Linked DNA regions of Danio rerio: region 1 is linked to region 2. A link is a contact called in public Hi-C data. All regions are on one chromosome and are shown on one strand. The core of a region is the stretch at or near the end of the contact, and the rest is flanking DNA. Distances in the headings are between cores, read along the strand shown. Region 1 overlaps fam20cb (FAM20C golgi associated secretory pathway kinase b). Region 2 holds the start of fam20cb (FAM20C golgi associated secretory pathway kinase b).

Region 1 (4,708 bases), core at 987-3,486, 95 kb before region 2:
CAGATATGTTGCTCTTAGTCAGGTAATAATCAATGCATTAATTAATGCCCCGTTACTGATACTAATAATAAATAAATGAGCTAACATTCACCTGGTTAAATAAATGCTATAAAATGTATTGCTCAATGTTAAATAATGGATCAACTAACACCATGAACTAATAGGCAATGAAAAATGATAATGCTTTAAACTAACATTAACAAAAATAAATAAAGCTGTAAAAATATTCTGCTCTGTAATATATTAACTCATGTTAACACTGTGAATTTAAATGATCCAGCAATGATCATTCACATTTGTATTAATACGAATGAAGTAAAACGTAAAGAAATAAATAAAAGTAAATATTTTCCCAACTTGCAAAGTTGAATTAATAAACCTCGTATATTGCACTTTAAGCTGAATACTGGTATCTTGCAAAATAACTATAAAATATAAAAATAAATAATGTTGTTTACTCTGACTTTATGGTAAAGACAAAAGAAAATTTAGATTAGAAATTAGTTATTAAAATTATTATGTTTAAAAAGTACTTGGGAAATAAAAATATATACAGTATAAAGCCTGTACCCAGCCTGGTGTAAGGAACGGATGGTTGTTTTTTCTCAAAATGTAGACCTTTTTGCATTTAATTACCTCATTTTCTATTTATTCATGAGATTTAAATACTGAATTTAGGCACTATTTTGAGCTGGATTAACTTGTCGGATGGTCATCATAACCACACTTTTTGATGTACCAAAACATTTCCTTAACATTTAGAATAAAGTAAAATCAATAAATACTTATTTTTAAAATAGAAATTTATAACAAAATATATCATTAGAAAGAAAAATAGGAATCTGGTTAAGTTTTAAATAAAAAACTGTAGCCAATTGTCATTTATTAGGCAAATAACAAACTGGGGGCTGCACGGTGACACAGAGGGTAGCATGTTCACCTCACAGCAAAAAGGTTGCTGGTTCGAGCCTCGGCTGGATCAGTTGCCGTTTCTGTGTGGAGTTTGCATGTTCTCCCCGTGTTCGAGTGGGCTTAGTTAACTCAAAATTTACTGAAAGTTAATTCTACTAATTTAAAAAGAGTTTAGCGAAGCACTGGTGCAGTAAGTAGTGCTGTCGCCTCACAGCAAGAAGGTTGCAGGGTCGCTGGTAGCTGGTTTCTTTGTGAAGTTTGCATGTTCTCCCTGCCTTCGCGTGGGTTTCCTCCGGGTGCTCTGGTTTCCCCCACAGTCCAAAGACATGTGGTACAGGTGAATTGGGTTGGCTAAATTGTCTGTAGTGTATGAGTGTGTGCGTGAATGTGTGTGTGGATGTTTCCCAAAGATTGGTTGCGGCTGGAAGGGCATCCGCTGCGAAAAAACTTGCTGGATAAGTTGGCGGTTCATTCCGCTGTGGCGACCCCTGATTAATAAAGGGACTAAGCCGACAAGAAAATGAATGAATGAATGAAAAGAGTTTTGAACTCAGTGCTAAAGGCAATGGGTCAATTAAATACCTCATTACTTCAACTTAAATGGAGCAAGTTCACAGTACTCATATTGATTAGTTTTTTTAACTGAAATGGTTTGTTGCAATCAGTTTCCTCATACAGTTTTAGTTGCTTCTTGAGTTTTACAGTACTCAGTTGGTTTGAGTTCTCTTCATTTATCAGGTTTTACTTTGCTCAAATTGCTTTTTTTACTCAAATGAATTAGGTTCACAGTACTTATTAGGATTAGTTTTTGAACTTAAATGGGTTACTGCAATCAGTCTGTAAACTGTTTTCTCGAACGAAAACAACGAAAGATGACATCACTTACATTCGATTGTATGTTTTCTTGCACAAATGGATGTTAGACTAAAATAATAGCAAAACTGATTAGCTGAGTTCACAATGATGTGATGGTCAACAGATGATTTATTTTGGCAATTTAGCTGAATTTAATTAAACACAAAAAATTTATAAAACAAACAAACTTTTCTAATGTACTAACTTTTCTCCAATAGAGGGCGCTCAGACTACACTATAAAATACATCATAGATGTTCAATATTAAATCATCACATTGTAAAAAATGAGTAATTTGTTATATATCCTTTATTGACTGTATACCACACATATTTTATTGAGTAAATAACACTTTTTTATCAGAATTTACAACCTAGTGACTGATGTGACCTTGCACAAACCTCTATGTATTCCTGAACATTAAATAAACATGTTTGTCTTTCTCCCAGACTGAGCTAGTTAGGTGTGAGTATTTCTCATTCATGTTTTAAAGGTGATTCACCCCTGCGTGCGAGAGCAGACCCTATGCTGACAGGACAACTTAAAAAGATCTCCCTGCAAACAGCTAATGGACGAGGCCTAGAGAATAAAAGCACTTGAAGCTTCTAATTGCCCAGTCATGCTGACAGAGATGACAGAGAGAGTTTCCTCTGCTCGCTGTCCGGTCTGTGAACAAATGAAAAGTTGTGATTTCAGAGTCCTGCTCCTCAAAGAACAGAGTCTACAATCAGAGTTTCCCTTCCGCTCAAATCAGATCATTAATGACGAGTTGTCAGATAGCAGTCGCAGGCTCTCCAGGACAGAGACACCCACTTTAAAATAAAAATAACAACCTGCACTTGAACTCAGTTGATATTTAGAAAAGTTTTAGAGAAAAATTATTTTATATAAGGTGCGTCCCAAATCACATACTCGTACACTATTCTACGCCATTTTGTAGTATAATACTACAAATTACAAATACTCAAACTATTGTTAATTGAGTAGTTTTTCTCAGAAATCATAATTTCTAAGTAGTTTGAAAGATGTGCACTTTTACTGTCCTTGAGTACATTTTTAGTGCTGTATCGGTACTTTTACTCCACTACTTTCCTTCAACCTGCAGTTACTACTTTATTCTTCTTGTTTATTGGGGATTAGAAAAATCAGTCCTGTAATTCCTGTCCAACTAAATCACACATAGAAGGTAAATCGCATCATAATGAACTACCTCAAGACATGGGCGCTTTATAAATGCAGCAAACTGTTGGGAATCATTAAAAGATGTCTAAAATGTTTTACACGCATTGACCCTGAGACAATGAAAAGATGATGGATGTTTACTGTGTGATGACCAAAAAGGCCTTAAACACCAAGCAGGCACAAGACAGCAACATGACATCAGATCAACTTTACACACGTCATGGAGACATTGCATTTTATTCGGAAATGAAAATTGGGTTGACATCAGAACCCAAAGTCCGATGTCAATGTACAACATCCAACCTAAAATCAACAAAATTTCAACGTCTACTGATGTTACAGCTTGAAATTGTGTGGACGTTACCACTATGATGTCTATCAGATGATGGATTTTGGTTGCCATACCTGATGAATAAATGTCAGTATTTGATGTCAATATGACGTTGGTTTAAGATGTTGGCTCAACATTAGATTTTGGTCACTTTCCAACACAACCTAAAATCAATTAAATATCAACATCATGTGTTGTCGTCATTGGGCATCAAAATAACGTTGACCTTAGACTCTGGCTAGACACTAAATTTTGGTCACCTGACATCACTAAATCTAACCTAATATTAATGTCTTATAATGTTGTGTGCCTGCTGGGCAATAACTAAATGCACTACAGAATGTTACGTTTACACAAACATGCAAAAATTGCAAATGCATCAGCTTTTTACAGCGTAATACTTACGGCTCATGAGTACTTTTGAAAGGGCGACTTTTTACTTATACTTTGAGTAATATTTACAACAGATACTTTTACTCTACTTGCACTACATTTTTGGGCAAGTGATAGCACTTCTACCTATGTATGATTTTTCTGTACTCTTTCAGCCACTGATAATACTTTAAGTAGTGCATTAACAGTGAAATAAATAGCAAGATTATGCACTTATTCAACTGTGGAAACTTAACGCGCTCAACATCGCAGCATTGCTCAATAGCGGAAGGGAGGGAGTTATCGCATAAAGTTTGGTTTATTTAATCTATTTCGGATTGTGCTAGCAGAATTCTAGATGAGTGAGTATGTCGCCTCTTGATGGTGAATGTGGTTATTGTCATGACAGGTAGGCTACTATTTTGGCAACCGTCAAACATTGTCTGGGAAATGGTTTAAATAGTAAAAGAAAACCATTCATATAATGTGCTACTGAGTGTGTATGCATTAGTGCAATAGTGTGCCATTTGGGATACAGTGATAAGGTTTAAGAAGAATAAAGCTTAAAGACGTCAGAGCACTCCTCTGATGGCTACTTATTCTGGAGTATGATAAATGTATAGTAGGTCTATTGTGAAAATGTATTCATTTTGGCCAGGCGTGACCAACCCTGTTCCGGGAGATCGACCTTCCTGCAGATTTCAGTTGCAACCCAAATCAAACACACCTGCCTGTAATTATCAAGTGCTGTTCAGGTCCTAATTTTTTGGTTCAGGTGTGTTTGATCATAGTTGGAACTGAACTTTGCAGATAGGTCAATCTCCAGGAACAGGGTTGAGCACAACTGATTTAGGCTCTATCTAAAGGCAATTTGGTCACAGCCATTCGTTATTCTATTAGTATTCTTCCGACCGATTTACTTACCATCTTTATATTGTTGTTTTGTTAAACGTTAATTTAAAAAAGGACATTTGGTTTACACTACCGGTCAAAAGTTTGGGGTTAGTAGGATTTTTAAATGTTTCAAAATTATCCGGCTCACAAAGGCAAATTAAAA
Region 2 (5,062 bases), core at 781-3,280:
GTCTAACCATTATCTTGAAGAAACTTCATTCAAAGAATCTTTTTAAATCTGCACTCAAACACTGCACTCGAATCAGCGTCACAACTGTACAAACGCAATCCAAAAATCACTTCTCTGAATGGCGTTCAACTCCAATGCTGCTCATTGTGTACTAATTGTTGTGCAATCTCAAATATTAACTTACCAACACTGGTGATCCTTTGCGAAACCAGATCCTTCAGCATTGCGTCAATAACCGGGTTATGCCTGGAGTAAAGCTCATACCGGTTGATCCCAATGTGGAAGCGGAGCCAGTTTGGGTAGGAGTCTGAAGACATCTCACCCGTAGGCGCATAATCCCCATCTTTACTTTCCCCATTCCTATGAAAATACAAAAATGTGTTAAATGTAATACCATTTTACAAACGCATAGACAATTCTGTGTTTTTGTGTTTTAAAGTTTGTTTGTTTTTTATTCAATGCATAGAAATAATAATAACAATAATAATAATAATAATAATAATGGTTATTATGACTATACAATATTAACTTTACTACTATATAATCTATTTTATTTTTAAATAATAGTATAATCATAGTAGATTTATCAACATAAAATAACAAATAATTAATATACATGTATGGCTATTTATATTTTAATTATCAAAAATGTTAATAAACATACAATAACACCAGTAATAAAATATTAATAATAATAACAATATGTTTTTTATCATTATGTACTAGATATCAGTATTATTTAAGGGCAACAGCTGTTTGTCTCCACTGAAGAGTGTGTATTTAATGTTTGTGAGAAAGAAACACAGCTGCTCAACCTACCACTCTGGATTCTCCGCAGCTTTAGGGTCAAACCGTATATCAGTGTTGACATTGAATAAAGTGTCTTCGTCAGTTAAAGGAGGCAATGGCCTGGTGTATAAAGGATGCTCAAACAGCGCCGAGAGCCTCGAACCCTTGACCGCTGCGTTCTTGAAGGCAGAGTCCCGCGTCGCGAGCCTCCTCTCATCACCTGTCAGCTGCTCAAATCTCTTCAAAGCCTCGGCTCTCTCACCGACCATCATCTTTTCCAGCGAGTGAGAGGTCAGGTTGGAGCTGGGCTCGTTGCTGAAGTCTTGAAGTATTCGGAGTGTGTGTTTATTAGGCCAGCCGGACTCTGATCCCGGCTTGGCTCGATGCTTAGCCCAGTTCTGCGGCTCTTCGCTGGGTGTGTGTGAGCACGAGCACGCGCTACCGCTCCGTCTCTCCAGCTTCGGTAACAAGTCTATCATAATGTGCATGGAGCAGGCTATAAGAAACACCATCAAAATCAAGACGCGGAATTTTCTAAAGAGGATCATCTTCAGGCTCTCGCGTTCGAGAAACGACTTGTTTGGAATGTCAGGGATAAAAGTGAGCAAGCGCACTACATCGCCAACTGTACATAAAACACGGGCTCCCAATTTTAGGAGGGGAACGCATGGAACGTCTCCGTTTTCATGTGCCAGTTTAAGGGCAGAGATGAGGGTTTATTCGGTGAAGCGCTCGTGTACATCCATGCCAAACAATAATCCAGTTATTTACGTGCGCTCGCGATTAAATTCCTCCCGTGCGGTCAGTTGACGAGACGCGACACAGTCACTCATAGTCTGTTTGACCATTTAATAGCTCGTATGCAGTAGATATCTGCGAAATGCGAACAAGTCAAGCCTCGTCGGATACAGTAGACTATCCAGAAAAGTGCGCGTTCGCGATGTCCATTTCGGCGTGCGAAGAAAACATCTGCCGCTTTTCATACAGCGCACGAGATGCCTTTCACAGCTGCACAAGTTCATTCGCTCGTCTTATCCGGTGTGAATCGAGGCTGTTCAAACGGTGAAAGCGACGAGACGCATGCAGGCAGCCCTGGCAGGTCTCGAGAAAGTGTGGCATCGCACCTCCTTCCGTCCGTCGACAAATGTGATATGTGGAGAAAGTTTCATCGTTTCCTGCCGCTCGTCCAGCTCTCGTGAAGGTGATGTCTGCCCGTTGACAGGCGCTTGAGGAAATACCTCGGTCGGATGTTCGGGGTGGGTGTGTTAAATATCATGATGCTGAAGCCCCTCGCACATTGAGGATTGGCTGAGCTTGAAAACGGCAGGACAGGCAGCCCAGGCTCGCTTCTTCCTGTAGCGTCAGATTGTGCAAGAAGAGGGCGTCTGAACACACACTGCTGCCCATTATTGTCTGAAATGACTTTTTAAGATGTGCTTAACACGCACGCCCTAACCGCTCTCTACCACCTTATTTTGGTGGAAAATTTCGGGACTGTTTCTTCATGTCAGTAAGCAGTTGAGCAAGACTAGAGGAATATAAGCAGGCTAGAAATATGCTTAAGGCATTGGTTTAAGATTTACAGACCTTCAGGCCATCCAGTAGGCTAAGCAGGTGACTCTTTCAGATGAACATTCAAGATTTTTAGACATTTTTGTAGGGCAGTGCCACTTTGGAAAAAAGAAGCATTGGGGAGAGCGGGTCACAAAGCAACACTTTTTGATTTTGGAAAAATTATGACCAAAGTAGGGGGTTAGACAAACCATTTTTTTAACCAACAACACACAAGCCTCTCCTACAAATAAGCACCGAAAGTATGATCGCCAGACCTATGGTTTCTGTGCAGTATTTACCCCACCTGTGAGTCAAATCAGAAAAGAGGGTTAATTAAAAAGGCAGATTACTTTTGGATAAACACATTTTGATTTATTTGCATTATTATACAATACATTTATTTGTATTATTATCAATAAAATGTATTTTATTTTCTAGTAAACATTTTTTAATATAAAAAGCTCTCAATATTACACTCAAAATTGTAAAATTATTTTGTTCATCTAATTGGTGTCTGTGGCCTAATTTGTAACACCCTGTTACAACTAACCCTGCTACAGTATGTCTTGTTTTCCCAAAACTGGCTAGCAGTCACTGTTTTTTTAACTTTCAAAATGGTTTTACCTTTTGGCCTAAAAGACAGTAGTCACAACAATCAAAAATTTTACTAACATAGTTTCACAATTTTTCTAAAAATAAAAAAATATTGACTATAATAAAAAAATACTTATATTCTGCAAAAAGGGTTTCTCCTGTGTTTCCCATCCATAATTAAATATAATTTGTTGTTGTTAATTATTACTTTCTTGCACACACCAGTTTCACTTCATAAGACCTCAAAATATCATTAGGAGCTTGAGTTTTAATTTTGTTGAACCTATACTGTATGTTGTTTTTGACTTTCTAAGTGGTCACCATTGATCTGCATTTTATGAATCAGCAAGGTTTAATCTTCTTCATTGATCCAATTAAAAAATAATAAATAAAAACTCACACACATCCTTGAAGACCTGACGGTGAATAAATTAGGAAGTGTTTATTTCTGAAAGAACTACCTCTTTTAAAATTTTACATTAAAATAAATACGGACAACCCCCCTCGTTGGGTTACTTTTTTCAATAGCATTAAATTTAATTTGTTAAATGTAACAATTTTTTGTGGATTTGTCAACATTTGACCCAATGCTGGGTTACAAAAACCCAGCATTTTAGAGTGTAAGTAAAGAAAATAAATAAATAAAAAGGATTTGTCTAGAACGTTTACTCAGCCTTGAGTCACTTCAAAATGTCTGACTGTCGTTCTTCTCCGTCACAAAAAGAAAAGTAGGGATGACTAATTCATGAAGAGATCCTTCACCCTGGAAATGTGCGAATTGAATAACATGATTCATTATTTGCTAACAAATCAGACATGATTTGATTTGTCAAGTAGAACTAATATAAATGTCAAGATTTCCAGTAAATCACTCACTAAGTTATACCTTTAAATCAGCCATTCTTGATCATTTTAACTCCAAGGTCTTACTGTACAAATGATCCTAGATGTATCTGAAATTTCTGCTGTATTTTAAATCTGTTAAATACAATGCAGTTTAGCACTTTATTTCTTTGACCAAGTTTAATGGAAAAGTTCTAAAATAATAACAAATTAAAACAAATCTGTTTGTTTCTTTAAACATTTAATTTTTCTAATGTCCATTGACAAAAAATAGGTACACTCAAAAATGACTTTTGACTTTTGTTCAAATTACTTATTTAAAATGAGTAGAAACAACAAACTTTTTAAGTTTTTTTGGGACAACTTTATTGTTTTGTGTTCAGTCCACTTAAATTTGTAAAAACATTTAAGTTAACTTAATCAATTTGTGTTAGGGCGACATAAAGGAATTGTGTTAACACATCATTTTTTACAGTGTATTTTTCAGTGTCAATGTATTATTCAAAGAAGTAAACTTTTGCCGAAAAAATATCATTTTAACATGGCCTCATCTAAGCAATAAGACAATCAGGACCCTGTTTTTTTTATTTGATTGACAGAAGCTGAGAGAACAAATTTTAAAAAAGTAAATTTAAACAAGTTCACATCTATAATTGAACAATACAGTCCAAAACAATGAAGATGATGAAATAAAAGATGTCACCAAAATTCACTTTGATCTGATCATGAAATGAACACGTGCCTGCTAATACAAAGAGCAGGTTCAGGACATCACAGAGACATGTAGACAGCACTAATTACCTAATTATTATTTATTAGGTCAAATGTCACATTTCAGACAAGAGAGCTGTCAGAGATGACAATGAAAGACTGATTGTCTGCAGTTGATTTGGTAACAATACTTCAGAAACAGAGCACTGATTGTTTTTTGGTATCCGCATGAGGAAAGAGCTAATTAATGACAAGGCTAATTTCTAGCAGGCTCGATTTCACTGTGAGAAAGCTTCTGTTCTTTCATCTAGCCACATCAATGCATTGTCTTTCAAAAGAACCAGGGGCGTCACTTGACCCTTTTTTCACTGGACCACAAGCCCTGCTGAAATACAGCTGTGACCAAGTAAAATATTACTGGTAAATTTGTGCCTGTCAATAGAGATTAACATGCAATGACCTGAGAATAATTTTCTCTGACAGTGTTTCATTAATTATGTTGTGGGCTTCTCTTGGCTTGGTCGTTTGGTTTAGTCATACGAGTATGCTAAAATATTCAGATATCTTACAA

The links. A called contact is a pair of places that touch in the nucleus more often than the background predicts.
Region 1: a Hi-C map of an unstated tissue shows a contact between it and region 2, with 2.0 times the contacts expected there. The contact joins the enhancer-like site here to the promoter of fam20cb in region 2. A contact is called at or near these places in 2 of 18 Hi-C or Micro-C datasets (caudal fin and an unstated tissue).

The regions. Positions count from the first base shown.
Region 1 is chr12:19,953,444-19,958,151 of GRCz12tu, reverse strand. The region is part of intron 4 of fam20cb (FAM20C golgi associated secretory pathway kinase b); the gene reads right to left. Among named protein-coding and RNA genes, the nearest start is that of foxl3, 27 kb to the left of the region's middle. Within about 2 kb of position 2,236, at least 3 of the 62 cell types and tissues checked have an H3K27ac peak or open chromatin away from gene starts, as enhancers often do.
Region 2 is chr12:19,858,065-19,863,126 of GRCz12tu, reverse strand. fam20cb (FAM20C golgi associated secretory pathway kinase b) reads right to left here and starts at 2,030. Exons shown (of 10, transcript XM_683800.10): 1 at 820-2,030; 2 at 185-360. The coding sequence starts at 1,337.